Regions from separate parts of the Mus musculus genome. Here all the other regions are linked to region 3. The links are chromatin contacts, called in public ChIA-PET and promoter capture Hi-C maps. All regions are on one chromosome and are shown on one strand. Each heading gives the region's core, a stretch centred on a gene start, on an enhancer-like site or on the middle of the called end of the contact. The rest is flanking DNA. Distances are from core to core; before and after follow the strand shown. Region 1 holds the start of Gpr83 (G protein-coupled receptor 83). Region 2 holds the start of Izumo1r (IZUMO1 receptor, JUNO). Region 3 holds the start of Sesn3 (sestrin 3).

Region 1 (2,700 bases), core at 61-2,560, 580 kb before region 3:
CAGAAGCCCAGAGAGGCAGTCACTTGCATCCCCTGCACAAATGTCCCAGCCCTCGCAGCACAAGCCACAGAGGGAACAGAGCTTAGCCCACTTGCACAGAGAAAGACATTTCAAACTCCAGCAACTAGCAGTTGCTGTCTCAAAAGACCCAGCAGCAGCACCCTCCGGGTGGGAGGTGGGTTTTTCACACGCTGAAGAGAGGCTCAGGATAGTAGCCTCTGCTAACATTTCAGGGACCTGATTTACTGTTTGCTACTTCCAAACACCTGTGGCAAGGAGGGTAAACACGAAATGGTCAGTCTGTTAGGGCCGACTGCAGGCATTTGATTCATTGAATTAGTGCTGCCAGCTGCAGAAACTCTGGCTTGGGAATGAAAGAAAAAGGAAAGAGGGAGAGAGAGATGGAAGGAAGGTTGATTAGTGACAGGACAGAAAGGAGACTCAGGATTTAGACCGGAACACAAACTAAGGCTGAGGTGGCCAAGCAGAACAGGTGAAGGACTAGGGTGGGGAGGACCTGGAAGAGAGAGAATGTCAGAAGGAGCGAGGATAGAAAGATGCTTCAGGAGAAGAGACAGCCCGGGAGGACCTTTCCTTACCAAAGTGAAGGGCGTGTTGAGCAATGTGATCATGATGTCCGCCACTGCCAGGTTGACAATGAAGAGGCTGGTGGCCGAGTGCATGCGCTGGTTCTTGAAGATGACATGACAGACCAGGACATTACCGAAGAGCGAGAAGACGATGGTGAATGAGTAGGCCACGATGAGCAGTGCTTTCACCGTGGGGTTCTGGGACTCGGCCCCATAACGTCTCCTGCCCACGAAGTTCTGCCAGTCAGAGAAAGTGTAGTTGGCCCAGAAGTGCGAGGAGGCGTTGGGCCCGGTCAGGGCTGCCTCCATGCTGGGATGCTCAGTGACGACCTGCGGTTGCTCAGTAGCTCGCACTGAGGACAGAAGAAAGAGAAGCAGGACAGGAGGAACCTTCATGTCCAGCCACTGCAGCTCTAGGCACAAGGGCTGAGCTCCCTGCCGGGCTCTGTGCCTGGAGGCTGGGTGCGAGGGGCTGAGCGCACCGGGCTAGAGGAGTCCACACCACAGAGGGAGCCTGGGAGCGAGGGGCACGGGGCACAGAGGAAGCCCGGACCTCCGAGTGAACCTGGACCGTGCCAGGTTCCGACTTGGGAGACAACCGAGATCCTCCGGAGAGTCGGGACCACAGAGAAAACTCCGAAACGCCAAGGGAGCCTGATGGTGCCGACTGCCACCCACCTCGGTCCTCGGTGGCGCTCGCCCGGCTCGCAGCACTTTTATACCTCTGCTCCCGCTGGAGCCAGAGCGTCTCCGCCTATAGGGCCGTGCAGCGTCTCTTCGCTCCCGTGACGCGCTCCGCTCCAGCTGCCCCGCTCCCCTCTCGCAGCACCGCAGTTCCCAGCGCAGCTCACACCGGCTCTGCTACCCGGCTGCAGCCCAGACTCCAGCAGCCCCCTCCCTCACGCTCACCAGCTTTCTGTACAGCAAGCCAGCAGACAGGTGCAAGCACCCTTAGAGACCGTGTGGAGTCACACTGCAAGGCTGGGTCTGTGCAGTCCGAGGATCCCACGTTGGCTTCCATCTGAACTGTAGCCTCCGCACATTCCCTACAGTAAGGTGGCTCCTGATCCGGGTAGTTCCTGGGATGTTTCCTCTCCATCTAAACCTTAAGACTCACTGGAGGGCTTAGTAAAGGTCTATTGTTTTATTGACAGCCTTCAAACACTTGACAAATCCAAGAAGCAAAAGAAATAAAGAGCTCCACTCTGTGTCCACTACTCTGGAAACAGTAGCTTTGCCGCCATGGATCTCTGGACCCACCATTCTCCAGTGAGAATTTTTAAATTGCATTTTAAAACAATTACAGTTAGCATACACAGTAGTGGGGTTTGTTTCTTCATGGGAGTGTCATGAATACACATGATGCATATGTCCTTTCCTCTTAGCCACCCTCATCCTGGCTTCCCATCACTCCTCTTTCTGGTCCCCTTCCTCTGGTCAAAGTTCTTCCTGCTTTCGTGTCACGTGAACTTTGGTTTCCCTCTCTTGTTCCTCACCTGCCCTTTCAGTCCCTCGCATAGACCCCCTTTTTTACTTGTGTATATACCTATATTGATAGACAAGCCCCAATTCCTCCGTGGGAACTGCATTATCCACCTCCTGGTTCCCCTGTTGGATGCCTCTTGCAGAGCCACTGACCGCTCCATCTAGTGCCAGACTTAAGACATCTAGTGTGTCATCTGACCCTGGTGAGCAACCTCTTAGATAATCAACCCAAATGCTGCTGAGCAAGTGGTCAGGGGACAGAAAAAAGTCCCCCATTTCCTATTTCTTTTTCCTCTGCTCCAATCTCTGTTGCTTTTGCCTGCCTCCCCACCACGCCCTTCACAGACTTGTAAATGACCTATCTTTAAGTTATAGTTGATGGATCTGTAAGTTTGTTGCAAAGTGGGAGTCCAAGTCCACACAGCAGGAGCCGGAAAAGCAAAGGAACAGGCCAACCGCAGTGTGTACACACCCAGCACACACCTGTTCTCCCCTGCAGTGCCTGCTCTGAAACAAGCTCTAATCTAACTGTCCTAAGGTATATACCAACCATTGGTTTGTGAATTTAGTTCCAAAGTCTGGAGTCCAATTCTTTGCTGCTCCTGTCTGGCCTGCTGTGCTCTCA
Region 2 (2,874 bases), core at 5-2,504, 630 kb before region 3:
GCCTCTGCTGTCCCTGTGGACACCGATACAAAAGAGACCCTCGAAGCAGAAATGCCTTTCCATTTGGCCTCTGGCTTCAGGAAATGAGTCTCAGCTCTGTTGAAGACCAGACATGCAAGTTGGGCTGATAACCATTACTGCTCTGTTCCGGAAAAGCCAACACACCCCCACCCCCAAAGTCTGACTGTGACGTTTAATTTTTTTAAAGATCTGGATAGTTTCTACCCCTCAGTCCTGGGGGCATCCCCCTCACCTGGTTCATAAGCATTAAATATGGAGTCAAACAAGCCTTTCTCAGATTCTAGCTCCATCAACCTCTGTCCGAGCCTCAGTATCCCCTACAAAAGAGAGTGCTCATTTGGGGTATTCTTGCAGGCAGTAAGCCAGACTGTGTACCAGTGCCCTAGCCTCCAGCCCCGTGACTAGTCCTCGTGGATGTTCAGTACTCCATACCCACGCATGGAAACTGCTATTTTCCCTGCACAAAATCAATGTGCTTTGTACATTGACTGGCAGCTGAACACCGTGTGCTGTACTTTGTCTTCCTTGGTGGAAATCACAAGGAATGTTTTTATTTATTTACTACTTTTTGTATGAAATTTCAGTGATTTTTGGCTACTTTTCCTTTGGAGACAGAACATAAAAGACAAGCAAAGTTATGGGCATCACCTCCAATGGGACCTTTGGAGCAGCGATCAGACCAGGCACAGGGTGCAAATGCAGGCTGCCCCTGGTGGCCCTGAGGGGCGGCTTTTGTTTCAGCTTTGATTGTTGCTTAAATTCTTGGCTGGCCAAGCTGCCTGTCTGTGCACCTGCGTGCTGCTAAGCTAGACCCGGATGCTGTGGGAGGATTCTGTTACTCAGAGGCCCCAGGGGTCTGAGCAGAGGAAGGGACCCGAGGAAGCTTCTGAGAACAAAAGATGAAGGACTGTTAAGACATCCCTGGGCTGTGAACTTTTCATGATCCCTCTCACCCCACCCCCACCCCCCACCCCGCCGGACAGATTCTGCCAACAGCTCTCATTACAGAGCAACAGACTGATAGAATCTAAGTTATTTCCAAGTTCTCACAGGTTAGAAGCAGTGCTGAGAGTTGAACTTGCCACCCACTTCAGGGATCTCTGGTACCACAAGGTCTTGTTTCTCTCTCTCTCTTGGAGGCAGGCTACTCAGGTCTAGCTACTGGCGGCTCTCCACACCTGTAGCTCATAGAAGCTGAAGGCTGATAAAAGGGCAGTGGGTGGAGCGCCCTCAGCCCGCTCACCTCTTTGGCATCAGGAGGAGCAACAGGAGGGCCCTGCCTTGAAGGTACATCTGAAGACAATGCTGAGGGGGCTGGTGTCTTTCCTCTCTTCATCTTACCTTCCCGGTCTTTCAGAATAGTTGTTCTTTGTGCAAACTTGGAGCTGGCTCTGTGGAAGAACAGTCTTGGGTTTGGAGTTCAGGATGGGTTCTGCAGAAGAGTCTGGGTCTCTAAGTCACATCTCAGACATCCTGAGGTAGACTACTACTCCGGCTAAACTGCTGATGTGTAGGGCAGGCTCCCAGCAAGCCTAGGTGACGTAAGACCCATGAAGTCCTGGCAGTGAGGACTGACTGGAGCCCTCCTGAAGCCGGGTTTGCCCTTGTTCTAGCAGAGGGGCGATCTCTCTGTCCAGCCTCTCCACCACCGCCCCCCATTGCCAGTACAACCCAGAAGAGAACTGGAAATGTATCAGCAAACACCAAGGTACAAGCCAGCCTTCGTGTTCCTGTGCTAGGATGAGGGCTTAAAGGTGGAAGTCTCCTCAGCCCCTAGCCCTGAGAGGCCAGCAGGGGTCTTAGGCTGTCTGTTACAGCCTGACACATAGGGTGTCTCTGAGATAGACTGGGGTTGGTTGAAATGAGCTAAGGAAAGCTCATTGGTTGAAGGGTCAGGGTGGGGATGAACTACTCTGAGGAGCTGGTGTGGACCCTTCCTAGGGAATAGAACTAGGGTTGGCATGTGATGGATAAAGCTGGCTTTGACATCCCACCCCACCATGTTCTTTTGCCATAAGGAGAATCTGTTTACTGGGAATTGGTTACTTGGCCAAGAGGCTGGCTGTGGGCTGGGATTAAAGCTCTAAACTTCGAATCCATATTATTACCAAACTAGCAAACTGTATCTAAGTGAGCAGCTTAGATCCATTCCTTGCCTGGCCTCCTCTTCAGAGCTGCTGTTTGTTTGTTTGTTTGTTTTTCTTTTTCTTCTCTTTTCCCCTGTTGGTCAGTTTGCTTTCTACATTCCTGCAATGGTTTGTAATGAGTGCCAGATCCAAGTCTTACTCTACATTCTGTGATGCTGCTCTACACAGAAGGTTCTAGGAGCAGCCAGAATATTTCAGCAACCTAAGGAAGCCTTGGAGCCCCTCCTCCCTCTTCAGTGCCTGGTGGTTGGCAGGAGTGGGGTGGGTGTTACCTTCCTGGTCTTTCAGAAGACTAGGTTCTCTTTACCATGGGCTTCTCTCTGTGGCAGGTCATGGCACAGTGGTGGCAGATCCTCTTGGGGTTGTGGGCAGTCCTACCCACCTTGGCAGGGGACAAACTGCTCAGCGTCTGCATGAATTCCAAGCGCCACAAGCAAGAACCTGGCCCAGAAGACGAACTCTACCAGGAGGTACAGAGCAGCGCTGGCCCAGGGGCTAGGGCAGCTTCTTAGGATTATTTGAGAAGAAATACAGACCAGGTGGTCTCTGTACCCCACCACCCCTAATCATTTAGATCCTTAATTTGGGGTCCATCTAGGGCTTTGCCACTAAGCTGTTCTGGCCGCTTGGGAAACAGGTCATGTGGTGATCCCAGAGGCTATGCTAGCTAACCGTGGGTCAGAGCAAGCCTCCCTGCCAACATGCG
Region 3 (2,844 bases), core at 19-2,518:
TTGGACAAAGAGCGCAAATATTTGAGCTTGCTTATTTATGTGCTTGCTTGTTTTTCCTAGGACATAAAGAGCAATCCTAAATTGACTGTAGATAGGAAAATTGACAAAAACGGCACCATATTCATCTTAGCTCTCAAATATGCACAGCTCAGCAATTTTAATTCATTGGTGCTGGACAAACAGAAACACCTCACCTAATGATTTCATTTCATGCAATGTAAAAATAAGAGTGTAAAAAAGAAACAGATTATATTAGTCAAGGAGGCTATTCAGATCTTATTAAAACCTCTTCTGCGTCTACAGGGACATTTTGTCATCCTTTCTCTCCCTGCATCCCCATCCCCCACGGGGCGATTAAGCCAAGTAAGCTAAACAATACTGGAGTAAACTTTCTATCAGTCACTCTGGAAAGCAATAAGCCAATCCTGGGTCGGATTTTCTCGATCGACATCGCGGTGGGGGATGATAAGGAGGGCGAACCCAAGTCGTCTTCAGCCTCCACCTCCACCAACCCAAGCTGAAAGCGCTGGAAGATCGAACAGCATTTCCTATGGGTATAAAGTTCAAGATGCCTTCATGGTGCCTTTCGGGACCCACCAAGAGAATGTCAAGAGGCGGTGCCAAGGCACCGTAGGCCTGGCAGAAGCGACCCAGTCGAAGAAAACACCCCCCCAGAGTCAGCCACCGGGGAGAGGCAGCCAGTCTCCTGCAGACCAAACTGGTTGCTGTGATTTCAGGCCAGCCTCCATCCCCAGCCGAGCCGGTTCCTCCCAGCATCCCAGCATCCCTTCAGCCTCGGGGCAGACCCGGCGGCAGCCCAGGGGCCGGGCGCAGGGACCCGCGGGGGGACACTTTGCCTCTCGTCCCCCCTCCCCCGCAAGCGCCGCCCGGACCCGGACCGTGGGGAGCGCCTCGCCGCCGGACGCGGCCGCGCCGTACCTTCCGCAGCACTTTCCGGCAGTTGGTGCAGAGCAGGTAGTTGGCCGAGGCCGACGCGCTGCTGCCACCGCGGTTCATCGCGCCGGAGCCGGGCTGTCACCGCGGCCGCTAGCGAAGGGCTGCTTCAACGTTCTCTTCTCAGGGGGTCGGGCGGCAGCGACGGCGCAGCGGCTGCCCGCGCGAGCTCGGCGGGGACGGCAGCCGCGGCACTCAGCGACCCGTTGTTCCTCCCGCCCCCATCGCCAGACCCCCGCCCCGCCAGCCAGGACGAGCAGCCGCGGCCGTCTCAGCTTCTCAGTGCGGCCCCGCCCCCGAGGCCCGCCGCCTTCAGGGCAGCCGCGCTGGGCACCGCCCCCTCCCGCCAACCAGACGGCACCGGCAACGCCCCCTTCTGCACCCGCATCCAATGAGTGGCTCCGGCCAATCGCGGGAGGCGAGAGCAACACGAATCTCCGGGCAAGTTAAGTTTATCTCCGAGGCTCGATGCTGAAGAGTGACCCTGGGTTAGTTAGGTAGTGGGGTGGGAGGGACTCCAATCTACCAATGAGAAATGGAGGTGTGGTGTATGCAAATTATCAGGAACTCTAGCGCCACCCTCAGGACAAGCCACGCCTCTCTGCAAAAACCGTGCAGAATGGAGAGTGAGATTAAATAGCTGGAAGCTAGAGCTCGCTAGAGGATCTGAGACCTAGCTAAACATTTCCTGATCTCTCGGGAGTGGGCCGGGTGGACGCTAGAACGTTCCTTCCTCCGGGGCAGAGATTCAGCTTTCTCTCCATGGATCTAAATCTAATAGCTGTGAGGAAGACTGCGGTCTTGCAGCACTTTGCTCCCACAGATCTCAAAGAACTTTATGTTCTTTATGCACTCTGTAAATCTGGTACGAAAGACCAACTACCTACGGCTGTAGAGTTAGAAGTCTACACAGCTATTGGAGTTGGAGACCCGGAGACACATCTTTGGTTTAGGGGTTTTTCCCTCTCTCCGACGATCGTTCTCACAGCAAAGAAAGTTCGTTTATCATGAACAAGTCAGAGATTGATACACACACACACACACACACACACACACACACACACACACACACACAAATCCTGTGGGAGGCCTCTGGTTAGAAACTTGCAGAGCACAATCCCTGCCTGTGATGGAAGGTTTTGAGTACGAATTGCCATTTAAAACGATTGGACTGGACCTTCCTCTCTCAAAACTGACAACGGTGAGTCAGGGTTTAGCTTCTATGTTCTGGAGACAGAAGGCATAAGTCACTGAGGAAAGCTCCGGCTGGCCAGATGCCCAACCCAGGCGAGTGAGAGAGCCAGGTACTCCGAGGGGCCAAACACCAACCCCGGACTGCAGACCAGACTCTGGCTGCCTGCTCCCCAGTGAGAACAAAGGCGGTGCAAAGCGAGCACCTGATTGGCTCAGGGTGCTCACCGGTGTCGTGGAGCCCATGATAGGGTGCTTCTGCTACTGGCGCAGAGCACCAAGCTCCCAAGAACTGCAGTTCCCCAGCCGGCCTTGGCGGTGACCACACCGCACTGCGTGCTATGACATCACCTGTTTTCGCTCTTGAGAACCTAATCTGTATTCTCGGCTTCTCGTTTTCTAAAGGTCTCGAGTGTGTCAGGAATTGTGAAGGCCTGCAATTTGTAGAATGTATCTGTGGAGATGGTTTTAAAGAACCGACCCACTGGTTTACTTGTATTGTTTTTCTTGTATTGTTTTTAATTTAACATACTACCCTGTGTTAGGAATTTTGTGTACTATGATGTAAAATCGGGAAGGCGCTGTTGGAGAAGCCTGCACGGTTAGCATAACAAAGCCATTAGACCAAACTGTTGTTCAAACTACCAATCTCTTCCATACTCAACATCTGTCTCCACTCCATCTCTTTAGAGACCTACA

What was found. Promoter capture Hi-C pulls out the DNA fragments that hold promoters and counts their contacts. ChIA-PET counts read pairs in DNA pulled down with a chosen protein or histone mark.
Region 1: a promoter capture Hi-C map of hippocampal neurons shows a contact between it and region 3, with 3 times the contacts expected there. The contact joins the promoter of Gpr83 here to the promoter of Sesn3 in region 3. A contact is called at or near these places in 1 of 39 promoter capture datasets (hippocampal neurons) and 1 of 115 datasets of contacts at active chromatin or transcription factors (memory CD8 T cells).
Region 2: an RNA polymerase II ChIA-PET map of memory CD8 T cells shows a contact between it and region 3, with 28 read pairs. The contact joins the promoter of Izumo1r here to the promoter of Sesn3 in region 3.

The regions. Positions count from the first base shown.
Region 1 is chr9:14,858,820-14,861,519 of GRCm38.p6, reverse strand. Gpr83 (G protein-coupled receptor 83) reads right to left here and starts at 1,310. Exons shown (of 4, transcript NM_010287.3): 1 at 600-1,310. The coding sequence starts at 986.
Region 2 is chr9:14,902,147-14,905,020 of GRCm38.p6, reverse strand. Izumo1r (IZUMO1 receptor, JUNO) reads left to right here and starts at 1,254. Exons shown (of 5, transcript NM_022888.3): 1 at 1,254-1,308; 2 at 2,498-2,638. The coding sequence starts at 2,501.
Region 3 is chr9:14,274,725-14,277,568 of GRCm38.p6, reverse strand. Sesn3 (sestrin 3) reads right to left here and starts at 1,268. Exons shown (of 10, transcript NM_030261.4): 1 at 940-1,268. The coding sequence starts at 1,017.